4 separate regions of the Rattus norvegicus genome follow, and regions 1, 3 and 4 are each linked to region 2. A link is a contact called in public Hi-C data. All regions are on one chromosome and are shown on one strand. The core of a region is the stretch at or near the end of the contact, and the rest is flanking DNA. Distances in the headings are between cores, read along the strand shown. Region 1 holds the start of Lysmd4 (LysM domain containing 4). Region 2 holds the start of Mef2a (myocyte enhancer factor 2a). Region 3 overlaps Lrrc28 (leucine rich repeat containing 28). Region 4 overlaps Lrrc28 (leucine rich repeat containing 28).

The links. A called contact is a pair of places that touch in the nucleus more often than the background predicts.
Region 1: a contact with region 2 is called in a Hi-C map of liver, with 4 times the contacts expected there. The contact joins the promoter of Lysmd4 here to the promoter of Mef2a in region 2. A contact is called at or near these places in 2 of 12 Hi-C or Micro-C datasets (frontal cortex and liver).
Region 3: a Hi-C map of the A7r5 cell line shows a contact between it and region 2, with 4 times the contacts expected there. The contact joins the enhancer-like site here to the promoter of Mef2a in region 2. A contact is called at or near these places in 5 of 12 Hi-C or Micro-C datasets (the A7r5 cell line, the Rat2 cell line, frontal cortex and 2 more) and 1 of 1 datasets of contacts at active chromatin or transcription factors (oligodendrocytes).
Region 4: a contact with region 2 is called in a Hi-C map of kidney, with 2.5 times the contacts expected there. The contact joins the enhancer-like site here to the promoter of Mef2a in region 2. A contact is called at or near these places in 10 of 12 Hi-C or Micro-C datasets (the A7r5 cell line, the Rat2 cell line, Schwann cells and 5 more) and 1 of 1 datasets of contacts at active chromatin or transcription factors (oligodendrocytes).

Annotation. Positions count from the first base shown.
Region 1 is chr1:130,248,224-130,250,979 of GRCr8, reverse strand. Lysmd4 (LysM domain containing 4) reads right to left here and starts at 1,501. Exons shown (of 3, transcript NM_001401374.1): 1 at 1,055-1,501; 2 at 179-463. The coding sequence starts at 1,093. LOC134483669 (a long non-coding RNA gene) reads left to right here and starts at 1,744. Exons shown (of 2, transcript XR_010060541.1): 1 at 1,744-1,883; 2 at 2,088-2,756.
Region 2 is chr1:130,390,659-130,393,834 of GRCr8, reverse strand. It overlaps Mef2a (myocyte enhancer factor 2a), which reads left to right and starts at 1,673. Exons shown (of 11, transcript NM_001014035.2): 1 at 1,673-1,780.
Region 3 is chr1:130,627,973-130,630,816 of GRCr8, reverse strand. It overlaps Lrrc28 (leucine rich repeat containing 28), which reads left to right. Exons shown (of 10, transcript NM_001108486.1): 4 at 2,426-2,463. Among named protein-coding and RNA genes, the nearest start is that of Lrrc28, 27 kb to the left of the region's middle. Within about 2 kb of position 1,441, at least 5 of the 93 cell types and tissues checked have an H3K27ac peak or open chromatin away from gene starts, as enhancers often do. A contact at or near this core is called in the A7r5 cell line, where this site is marked.
Region 4 is chr1:130,567,940-130,570,929 of GRCr8, reverse strand. All of the region lies in intron 6 of Lrrc28 (leucine rich repeat containing 28), which reads left to right. Among named protein-coding and RNA genes, the nearest start is that of Lrrc28, 87 kb to the left of the region's middle. Within about 2 kb of position 1,424, at least 15 of the 93 cell types and tissues checked have an H3K27ac peak or open chromatin away from gene starts, as enhancers often do. A contact at or near this core is called in kidney, where this site is marked.

The DNA of each region.
Region 1 (2,756 bases), core at 252-2,751, 140 kb after region 2:
TGCCCAACTCTAACCGGCCCTTCCTGAGCCCAGAGCTCCGAATGAAGGAAGGGTGCCTCCACCAGCTTCCAGCCCCTGGCTCTGTAGGATTCTAGCCACCTATGCGGATCAGGAACCTCCTACAGTGACTGCCCTGTGTCTCTCTCAACCCTGGAGGGCAGAGACTGAGTTAGCTTACTTTGCAGCCATACTGGAGAGCCAGCTTATTGAGACTGTCTTCCTGGGCCAGCTCCCGCTGCAGCAGCACCATGGTGCCCGTTCCTGGCGGTTGGCTGCTGTTCTTCTGGCGTTCCTTGCCCCGGGGTCGTAACACCACCTGATGTGACTCTTCCTCGGAGGAGTCCCCGGAGTCCCCGCTGCCATTCTTGAACATGTAAACATGACTGTTTGGAGTCCTACAGACAACAGCTGGGCCTTGGAAGGTCTTGGCTAACACTTCCTTCTGCCTCATTTCTTTTCTTAACTGAAAATCAAACCTGGAGTTAATGCCACACAAATGTTATTCATTCTCCTCTGGCTTCCTAAAGAGAATTAGTAATCTCATTAGTAATTTCCTAATATTGCTAATATCCAATAAACAGCATCAGGACGGAAGGATAACATCCACACACCTGTCCACCTGATACTGAGGCAGAACAAGACCACACGTTTCCTAACTGCTTTCTATGTGCAAAAAAAGATTGCCTACTCTTCTTCCCCACCCGCTGCTGTCCTTCCCCTGGCACACACAAGAAGCCACTTATGTCTCAGCATTTGAGAGGTGAGCACTGTTCTCAGCTCCCTGACACTGAGAATCTTACATTCAGAACCTTTGGACAAAAACCTCGTTAGGCATCCCAAGGTATCTTCAGGGGGAAAGGCCACTACCAAGGACAGATGCTGAGAACAACCATAACTCTCTTATTTTGACCCTGGCTGACTTGACCTAAGAGGCAAAGCAATGGAAAAACCTATCAAATTTCAATTTGCCCATTTCTTACGATCACTCTGGACCCATTTCACCCCATGGTCCCCTTATTGTCACCTAGAGTCAAACGCCAGAGACACAACTAACCTTTTCATTTCCAAGTGGCTGGAATGGGACTCCAGGCATTCCTGGCGGTCCCTTCTGAGTGGCCCTTTAAGGGAACAGCCAACCTCAGCGCATCTCCCTCTGGTCTCAAATTCTGTGCCCCTGTCACCGGACGGCCAGAAGAGGTTTCAGTTTCCTTCCAATGACAGGTGGGCTGTCTTTAAGCAGAGGACAAAACAAATTTGTGATGTCCCCGCCCCTGGGCCTAAACAGGCCAGGACCCAACTTTCCAAAGACTAGACATCCTGCCACTCCCGCGAGCCGGCACCAGCCCTCCGTGGACACAGGCACTGGCCCTGGAGTGGCAGCCCCCACCGAGCCCACGGTGACAAGCGACCCCTGGCCCCCCAAGTCAACCCAGCAGACCCCGCTCCAAGTTCGGGTACCTCGCTCCCAGGCTCCACCGCCACCGCGCCCGCCGATTGGCTGCGAAAAGCAGATCTTCCGGGGGCGGGGACTAAGAGCCAACCAATTGACTTCAAGAGGAGGGCGGGCCCTGACAGAGTCCGGAGGTGCTGAGAGGTCAGAATGCGCCCTGCTCAAGGGGCGGGCCCTGATGGGCGGGGCTCCAGCGTGGACTTTGGACCTTTGCTCTGTGGGTTCGTCCCAGCTGTGCCCAGTTTCCCCTTCTGAGCCAGGTGTGAAACTTGGCCTCCTTCAGGGTGGCCACGGCTTTCTGCTAAGCCTCGGTCTTCTTCCTGGCAGGAGAGACCTTTGACCCATGTGTATCCTGATCCGTGGCTAGGAAGTACCCAGTACGGCGGCGCGCCACTCGGGAGGCCTGTTCCAGGTAGCCTGAATCTTCGACCCAGTATCTTTTGAGGGGCCGAATGGTTGCCATCCCCTGCTCGGAGATAAACAAAAGTCCAGGGATGTAAAATATTGTCATGATCAGAATCGGATAAATGAGAATATGTATCATCATCTGACTAGTCAGAGTCCCAGCTATTTGGAAAAGGGAGGAGAACCTGTGGCATTGTTTTGTAACAAAGACTAAAATCCTTAATGGAGTAAGACTCAGCCAATGAATAAGGAAGAAACTTAAGTGACATGGGCCGGCAATACACCAAAGTATGCAGATGACTGGCAGCTGAACCAAGGTGTTAAGCCTCTCTGGGAATCAACATTAAAACAAGAGCTCAGAAATTCTTCCTATGGTTTAGAATAAAACTAAGAATCTTTCTCTAAATGTCTAAGGCCAAAAAGGCACCGGGTCATGGTCCTCTCTGCCATCCACAGGACTCTTCTTTCTGGCTTTAAACATCTGCTGTTTGTTTACCTTGCCACCCAACCCAGGAGGCTAGCTGGCTTTGCTAATATACCCAACAGTCCCCTCAGACACACATTCACATCTTCCCCACGGACATATTTGTGGTTTGTGACATTTTACAGGCTTGGATGAAGCTGCCTGAGAAGTATGAGAGATATGTCTCATCTAGCAAAGTGGTCCGGGGCCCAGCCCCAATAATTGGCCTACTGCTCTGATCCCAAGCCAGTGGAGACTGACCCCATCAGCAGAGGTGTCCACTCAGATATCTTCCAACCCTTGTCAAACATGTCTCCTCCCATGTACAGTCTTCTCCTGGGATAGAGGATGCAAGGTAGCAGGGGCCAACTATTTAGCTTTCTTGTTCCAACTTCAGGGCTCAGCAGAACTGCCACGGAATTTCAAAAGCTTCGTCTT
Region 2 (3,176 bases), core at 424-2,923:
TCCTGGAGTAGAGCAGTTGATTACAGCTGCTGCAGCTTCTGGTGGGTTAAAACTCATGCATTTCCACATACCTTGCTGCTTTACACCAGATTTAGTGTTTTAAAATCCTCCCTGCAGTCCGGGCACAGGCCTTTTTCTTTCAAAGGGCCTGACAGGCTAGAGGGGAAGATAACAGCCCCCTGCCATCCGCCTCCACCAAACTCCCCTTTAACACTGAAGCGAGGCTCTGAGCAGAAGCTCTGGGCTTATTTTCCAGTGTCTGGTATCTGGTATCTCTGTACTGCCTTTGTGTCAGACTCTCCCCAGCACATTGCCTTGTTGTCCTTGAGGGAGGAAGCCAGCGAGCCTCTAGCTTCCTTTGTAACTTCCCAGTTCCTCTGCCCACAGCCTCTGTACATCTGCTCACCCACCCCAAAGACTTGTTTTAAAGTCCTAAACACAGGATTGAGTCTCTCATTTTCGAATGAAAACATACATTTGGGTTTGTGTCCATTATATGGGTACAAACAATTGAATTCTAAGGACCTCTACAAAGGTAGCAACTTTTGGGGTGAGGATCAGCAGAGACTCACCCTAAGAAGCCCTCACTGGACAAAAATCAGTAACTTAACTAAACACAAGTGCTGTCTCAAGAACATCTTTTCCCCTTAGAAAAATCAGTTTGTTGAGCTGTTAGGAGTTCACATCCTCATTGCCCTTCTCTGACGCTGTGTAGCCCTGCCTGGTCAGTGTGGTTTTTACTTTTTCCGTTCTTATCTGTCAAATGGGAACAGAAAGTGAGGTGAACTTCACTGGGATGTGAGGATTGAGTGAGATACAGTTTACTGCAAAGCCATACTAGCTAGTATTAATAGCCCAAATAGGCAGGTTGCCTCATTCTCAAGGTGTCTTTGCTTTCCAAGCCTCTGCTGGGATTGAGTGGCCAGGGACAGGGTCCAACTGCTTGGCCCAGCAGCTGTCCAGGCCCGGACACAGGTGTGGCCCTGACCACAGTGAGGGCGTGGCGAGCCTAGGTCTGGGCAGGCCCAGCGCTCACGAGGGCGGGGAGCTGGCCTCGGTCCCGAGCACGGCTAAGGGCGTCTGGGCCGTCCCGCGGTGTCGGGCCCCCGCTGTGGTCGCGGACCTAGCGCGGGGACCGGTCACGCGCCGCGTCACCGGAGCCGTGGGCCGGAGCTGGTCCAGGAGGCGGCGGGGGCGCAACACCGCCGGCCCGCCACGCCCAGGCCCTCATCAAGTGACCAGTCTCCCTTCCAGGAGAACACGGTCCTTCAGAGGGAAGCGCGCTCCAGGCTGCAGCCCCGGCGCCAAGCCGCCGTCATCTCCTTCCTGTGCCGGGTGATCTGTCGCCTCACCCACCCGGAAAAACATAGTCCGCCCCTCATGTCCTTGTGGAATAGCGCTAGCTGTTCAGAAGGCGCGGCTCTCTCTGACTGTTCCCTTGTCTTGCCCATGACAAACCCTTCAGGACCCACCGAGAGCAGAAATATACCCTAAAAGGAGAGCTCGAGAGAGAAGAAAGAGAGGAAGCCGAGAGGAAGGGAGAGGCGAGGCCGGCGGAGGGACACCAAGACGTCCTCGCAGTGCGCACGCGCACCGCGAAGAACGAGTTCCGGTCTGGCCGAGGCCTGACTCCTAAAAATAGCCCCGGTGTGGGGATCCGTGCGCGGATGTCCCGGCGAGTCCCGGGCTGAAGGAGGCGGCTCCGGGCGGCGCGGAGTGCTGTGGCGGGCCGGGCCGGGGCTGCGGCGTATGCGCGCCCGCCGGCTGTAGCGGAGACTCGGTGAGAGGCCGCGGGTGGCGGAGATGTGGCGGCGGCTGGGAAGGGGGTCGGGCCGTGCTGGGAGCGGGGGGACGCTGCAACGGAGAGGGGGGGCGGCGAGGCCGAGGAGGGGTACCCGCGGGGCTCCTGGGACCGGGGAGAGGCTGGGCGCCGGGCGGCGGGGCCCTCGGGAAAACGGAGGGGCGCGGCCCCGTGCTGTGGGGGCGGGGTGCCTCGGGGCGAGCCCGGGGGGCGGCGGGCGCGGCGGCGGGGGCCCGCCGGAGCCGTCGTGAGTCTCCTCCCTGGGCGCGCCACCTCTGGGGCCCCCCGCCGCGCCGCCCCGCTCCTCCCTGAAAGTTGACGGAGTTCCCAGGGGGCTGCGGAGCCACTCGGTCCGTTCCTCCAGCATCGCGAACCTCGGGGTCTCCCCGTTCGGTAGACAGTCAGTACGGGGGGCGTCCGGCCCTGTGGTCGCACTTAAAGTTCCCCCGCTTCTGCTTCGTGGGGAAGGTTGGTTCGCTGGGGCGGGAGGTAGGGGTCTGAACTCTGCCGCGGTGATGTCGGTGGTAGGGTGTGTGTCCGGGGCTGGCCCGGGCGGTGGCCGGGTTCGAGCACCTGCGGGTGCGGGGAAAGAGGACTAGGGGCTGCTGAAGGGACCCGCTCCTTGCAATTGGGTAGATCCCGCCGCACAGGGGGCGCAGGGTGTGATGGAAACTTTGCTTTTGGGTTCGATGTCATCTGTTTTTTGGACAGTTGAGGATTAAAGATCTGTGATATTGCAGGCAAGTTTGGGAAAGGTGAGCATTTCTGAATTAGCATTTCCTCCCTCTCCCTGGGAAAGTTTAACTATCAAATTCTTGCTCGCTCGGATCTTAAATAGGTCCCTGAGCTCTGAAGCTCCTGTCATCGTGATCCAGAAGGGAACTGAGTGTAGACTGAATACACCATCGTCTTAACCTGTGTGTTAGTTTACTGTGAAATTGGGATTCCAGAAATTGAAATTAGAAAGACCTGCTGTGAACTGTTGACAACTGTATACATATTTTAAAAACTAATATTGTATAACAGTTTTCAGATTTGTAGCGCAGCACATTGTGTTTCTTTTATGTCTTTCTTGTAACATCCACTACTGTATGACAGTGAGGTTCCCTAAAGCAGTAATTAGGTGTATATTACACAAGAGTACTTTCCCTTTAAGAATCCAGCTGCGTTGTTTTGGCAACTGCTAAGTAGTCTAGTTGTCAGTTTTAAAATCTATGTTACCTTGGCAGTACTTGGACAGTCTGAGGAAAAGGTAAACAAAGTAGTGTTTTGTTTTTTTTTTAAAACATACTAAAATGACACTTCTTTTCCTGTAAATTTAGGAAATGAGGATGAAGTAACTGTTAATGCCATTATGATATTTGTATTGGTTTTT
Region 3 (2,844 bases), core at 192-2,691, 240 kb before region 2:
GTTCTCTGACCTCTCACCACATCCCATAACACCATCTAAGAGCTCTATGCCGTCCGTCCTCTAGTCCCCCAGACACAGGCCACCGTGCTCCTGTGGTCACATAACTGTGAGGGTGCAGTAAAGACAGTGGGGTGCTCTGGTAGACTTGTCACCCAGTTATTAAAGGGGCTTGCTGCCTGTGCCAAGTGGATTCTCATTTGGTTGTGTCCTAAAATTATTGGTGGAATTGGGATTGTGTTGTACTTAGTGCACAGATGGATGGCCTTTTGGAGACTCGGATAGTTCCAATGTGTAGTTAGGGTCAGGAACACTGTAGGGCTATCTAGCATCTTTATTATAGTGTAGACACAGTAGTGTATTGAAATGTGATGCTAAGTCTCAGTTATAGTAGTGGGTACTCCAGTACATATTTTGGCTTGAACATTTTCGTAGGTAGAACTCCAGACAAGTATTTTATTGAAGTAGTTTTTAAAACTCAGCTCTGCTTCTATTTTTATGTGGTGGCATCTGGTTTTTCTGTACAGTAAATACATATTTACATACTGTAGCGAGTGTGCCCGCACATTTCTTTACGGTCTTTTGGCACAAATGACCTTTAACAAGAATGCATCCCAAAGTATTGAGTAATGTGTAATCAATTCATATATACAAAGTAAAAAATGACGTCTGTTTTTAGAGTGTACACTTGGTTAAATTGTATCACATGGTTATCAAGCGAAGGCTTGCTGCCTGGCAAACACAGAAGCCAGTACTAGGCATCCATTTTTGACAGAAGAGAAGGTTTTTTGCTTGACTGACTGGCTCTAGGCTCAGTCTCTCTTTGGTCAGTTAGTAGCGATGTTGGAACAGGGAAGGAAGGAGAGAAATGCTTGTTGGCCAAATGGCATAGCAGGGGTGCTTGTCTCTCTCCTCTGTGGACTTTATTGTGTTCTCCTGAGGATTCTGAGCATGTGAGCTGGTCAGACAACCTGGTCACTTCTCTTCACAGCAACTTTTGAAAAACTAGTTTCAAGCCTTAGAATCATTAGTGAAAAGCCCTTAGGTATTGGGAGGAAAAGTTCTTACATCGAATGTGTCTGTCTTAGCTGATTTCAAAGCTCACAGGCTAACATCCTCTGCAAAACTGGTTTAATTTGGCATAGAAAAGGCTTCACAAATTTGTTGCTTTTATCATTCTGTACTTACTGACATTTTATCATTCACAAAATGTAATCAAAATGCAAAAGAAAATTTCTCAGTTATATTTTAAATACTTTGGGGATTTGTTTTTAACTTATAATAAATTGACTGGTTTGAAAACCAAGTGTTCTAAAATGGGGTTATCTTGCCTCACAAGAAAATAAGTTTTATTACTGATTTTATTTTTACTGTCTGATCTCTGGCAGTCATGACATTTGGCTCTGAAGACCTGGTTTCAGTGGTACCTGGAGTGCCCACCAGAGTGTGCCAGAGATGCTTCAGTGGGGAAGGGTTAATGACTTAGACTAGCCTGGACTTGCAGGTCTTTTTAAAGATGTCTGTTGCTGAGACGGCAAATGTCTGTGCCTCGTTGGCATCTGAGTGTATCTACGGACACATTAGTAAACATTTAATCTCTATTCTTGGGTTACAGTAAACACGCCTACTAGAGAGATCTTTAAGAGTTTTTTCTTTTTAAAGATGATTTTGTCTGAGTATTTTCCCTGCAAGTATGTATGTACTATGTGCATACCTAGCCTGTGTAGTGAAGAAAAGGGTGTTTTGTTCCCTGGAACTGGGATTATGGATGGCGAGGCGCCACCAAGTGGGTGCTGAGACTCTGAAAGAACAAGTGCTCTTAATGGCTGCCTGAGCCCTAGAACTATCTTTATTGCACTTTTACCCTTTAGAAACTAAAACTGATATCTCCTTTTACACAATAGGTATTGATTTTTTCTTTACACAGGAAATGTATTCCTGAAAACCTAAATAATTTAAATGAACTAGTAATTTTTTTAAAGATTTATTTATTTACTATGTGTACAGTGTTCTGCCTACATGTATGCCTACACACAAAAAGAGGGCCCTAAATCTAATTAAAGATGGTTATGAGACATTACATAGTTGCTGGGAATTGAACTGGGGACCTCTGGAAAAGCAACCTGTGCTCTTAACCTCCGAGCCCAACTCTCCAGCCTGTAGAATTAGTAATTTCTTAATGAGGTTAAATATCATATGATTTTTATATATTAATGATTTTAAAATGACTAAATCAGAAGATAAGATTTAATATTCGTGATTCAGCATATTACTCTCAAAGTATTAGCTATTATGTCTGTGAGTTTTGTGTTAACATTGAGGTATGAAAGGAACTTCTGCCTATATTTTGATGAGTTTTCAAACAGCTTGTATTAGCTGATTATCTGGCAAACAATAACAGCAGCAACTTTCCCTCCTTGTGCCACAGGTACCTTCACTCGAATAACATAGTTGTGGTTCCAGAAGGTAAGCACACTGCTACTTCTTAGTTTGGAAACAGTGTCATTTATATTTTGCTTTATGAGTAGATGAGCCCTGACCCTGTTGCATCTATAGCTCCTTATACCTAGTTTGGTTGGCGAGTTAGGGAATTTTAATTTAAAGGACTTTCAGTTTATGTACTTTAAAATGTGAATGCAGTTAAGAAAGAGGAAATGGAGAAGTCCAAAATGGCCAGGAAAATTATTAGACAAACTGCTCTTGGGAAGCAGTAAGATAAGTACTAAGTGCACTAACTAGGAATTGAGTTACATAGAAAATAATATATTCTTTGACATTTTTGTGGGGGGGGGTGGGGAGGGAGTGTGTGGGGAGAGGGTGGCAGAGGACTGCAGAGGACTACTTTGT
Region 4 (2,990 bases), core at 175-2,674, 180 kb before region 2:
TAGAAAGGAGAACTGAGGTTTATGGAGGACTCCAAGCCTTTGCTGATTTCTGAGCACCACCCTTTGATCTGTGAGGCTGTAAAAGGAGGAACAACTTGAGGTGTGGTACAGTTCCTTTGAAAGTAACCTGAAGCCGGTGATGACGCATGCATTAATCCAAGCATTCAAGAGGCAGAAGCAGGCAAATTTCTGTGAGTTTCAGGCCAGCCTGGCCTGCAGTTCTGTTCCAGGACAGCCAGGGCTACAACCAGGAAACCCTGTCTCCAGAAAACAAAGGAAACAGCCACCTGGACGGTCATTGGCAGCTTCAGAACCTGAACAGGCAGTCCGGCAGCTCTGTGTTTTGTAAGCTTCACACGCTGCACCTTTCTGCAAGGCTCTTTCATTGGTAATTGTTTCTGTGTATGTGTTTGCTTTTAGTTTTTTGAGACATGGTCTTTTTACATGTCCCTGGCTGTCCAAGAACTCACTGTGTTGACCATTCTGGCCTTAAACTCAGAGATTCACCTGCCTCTGCTTCCCGAGTACAAGAAGTTTTTTTTTTTTTTTAATGTTCTTTCATCTTTATTTAGCATACAGTATTGGTAAAATAATATAAGTAAATAATATTAATAAAAAGAAAATAAACCTTTATTGACTGGTAAGTAAGTAGTCTCTTTAAAGTCTATCATTTAGTGAAGATTTTCTGTATTAAGAATGTAAGGTCCAGGGACCAGAGTGACAGTACAATAGTTTAAAGTATTTACTGCTCTTGCGGAGGACCTGGGTTCAATTCCCAGCACCCACATGATGGTTCATAACCAACTGTAACTTATAAACTTATGCCCAGGGAAGCCAGTGCCTTCTTCTGATCTCCATAAGAACAGCCAAGGGCTGGGGATTTAGCTCAGTGGTAGAGCGCTTACCTAGGAAGCGCAAGGCCCTGGGTTCAGTCCCCAGCTCCTAAAAAAAAATGAACCAAAAAAAAAAAAAAAAAAAGAACAGCCATAATGTGGTACAAATGCACACATAAACCTCATACACATAAATGATCTAAATAAGAAACAACATTATATATGTAGTGTTATTTCTATGTTCATATAATACACATAACACACACACATATATCTATATAATGTAAAAACCAAGCTAAGCATAGGGGCTCATGACTATAATCCTAGCAATTGAGGGGCTGAAGCAGGAGCATTGTCATGACTTTGCCACCAGCCTGAGCTGCTCAATAAGTTTCAGGTTAGTCTTGGTAAAACAATATAAAAACAGTCTCAAAGCTTTTCCATGCAGCAGATACTGGTACTTTGGCCTCCTTTATTTAAAATGCTAGTCCTCTGGGCTTGGGAGTCTTGGCAGCAGACTGTATTCTGGCCAGCCAAGAGCATGCTTTCCTGAGCAGTCAGAGCACAGCTCTCAGCTGGGACCTTGCCAAGCATGAAGCTGTCTCACCCTCGCCAGCAGGCTGTGCTGTGTCAGCTAACACGGCTAGCTAGCTGCCTGGCTCTCTTCAGGATCTACACTCCTTTTCTGGTCTCTTTACATTCAGAAGAGGGAGGAAAATGACCAGGATTTGCTGAGCACCAGTTACTGTGCACTCAAGCTTGGCACCATATGCACCAATTTCATGGGATCACAAATGTGTGAGCCATGACATTATCAACCTTATCGTACTGCAAAGGAAGAGACTCTGAATCAGGAACCAGTTACCAGGTGGGAAGCCAGGATCCAGTCTCAGTTCCGACTACAAACACACTAAGAGCATGTCATTGCTCGCTCGCTCGCCCTCACTCTCCCTCGCTCTCCCTCTCTTTCCTTCTCTTCCCCTCTCTCCTTCTCTTCCCCCTCTCTCTCGCTCTCTCCCCCTTCTCTCCCTCTCTCTCCTTCTCTCCCCCCTCCCTCTCTCCCTCTCTTCCCTCCCTCCTCAGGTTGTGCTACTTGGAAATATTAAGTGGCATTAATATGTAATAGGCTTTAACACAGTCGTACTAGTTCTGGTTCAGCTATATCACAAGATAGTATATACTTTTAGGGCATATGTAATGAATTAGAAGGTGCTCAGGGTGCCAGCCAGATCCTCTAAGATAAAGTGTAACCAAATAGTATTTCTAAGTCATTAACTAGTCATCTTTCCCCATAAAGCAAGGAGAGAAGGCTTGCAAGAAGTAGCAAGTGTCAGTGTGTATTTAACTTTGTGGTGTGATGTCTGCATGCCACCTCATCTAATTTGCACAGAGGCTTTTGTGGTATATCAGCAGAGAGGTGCTTCCTCTGTCATGTCCCATTCTGTGTCCTTGGCTTGAGGGGAAGAATCATCATCTCCAGAGGCTATAGCCTCCAACTCGTTCTGTGCAATTAAAGTATGGAAAAGGTTGGTACCCTTGCTGCATGCCAAAGAAAGCTCTCTGCTAATTGGCCACACTTGCCAATGTGTCACTTACTAATAATGGTGAGAATGCATAATACCTGTCATATACCAGAGAAGGCTCTGTCCCAAGAACCCTGCTTCACACATTTATAAACCTAGCCATTCTTCCCAGACTTAGGGGTAGGTTTATGTGCACCAGTACACAGGCCCTAGGGCCACATGTCTAGTATGTGGAAGCAGGACAATGAAGGTTCAACCCCAAGCTGTCTGCCTCTAATCTCTACTCTCCTTTCCTAATTGTTAGTTTGCTCCGTGCTTCACTGTCGCTCTAGTGTGAGCCAGGAGTCTTTTCTTAGACTTCCTTGAGACTTTGGGGGCTCAGAAAGGCAAATCTGAGACTAGAGACCATTTATCATTTTGATGTTGTGGTGTTTTATAGTCTTGGCTGCCCTGGAACTTGCTGTATAAACCATGCTGAACTTGAACTCATAGAAATCCACCTGCCTCTGCCTCCCAAGTGCTAGGGTTAAACGCATGTGTTCACCTATGGATAGCCCATTTATAATTTATTAATGAAGTTTTTATTTTAAATGTTTTCTGTCTTTAAACTCTGTAAATTTCTGTTTGTGTTTAA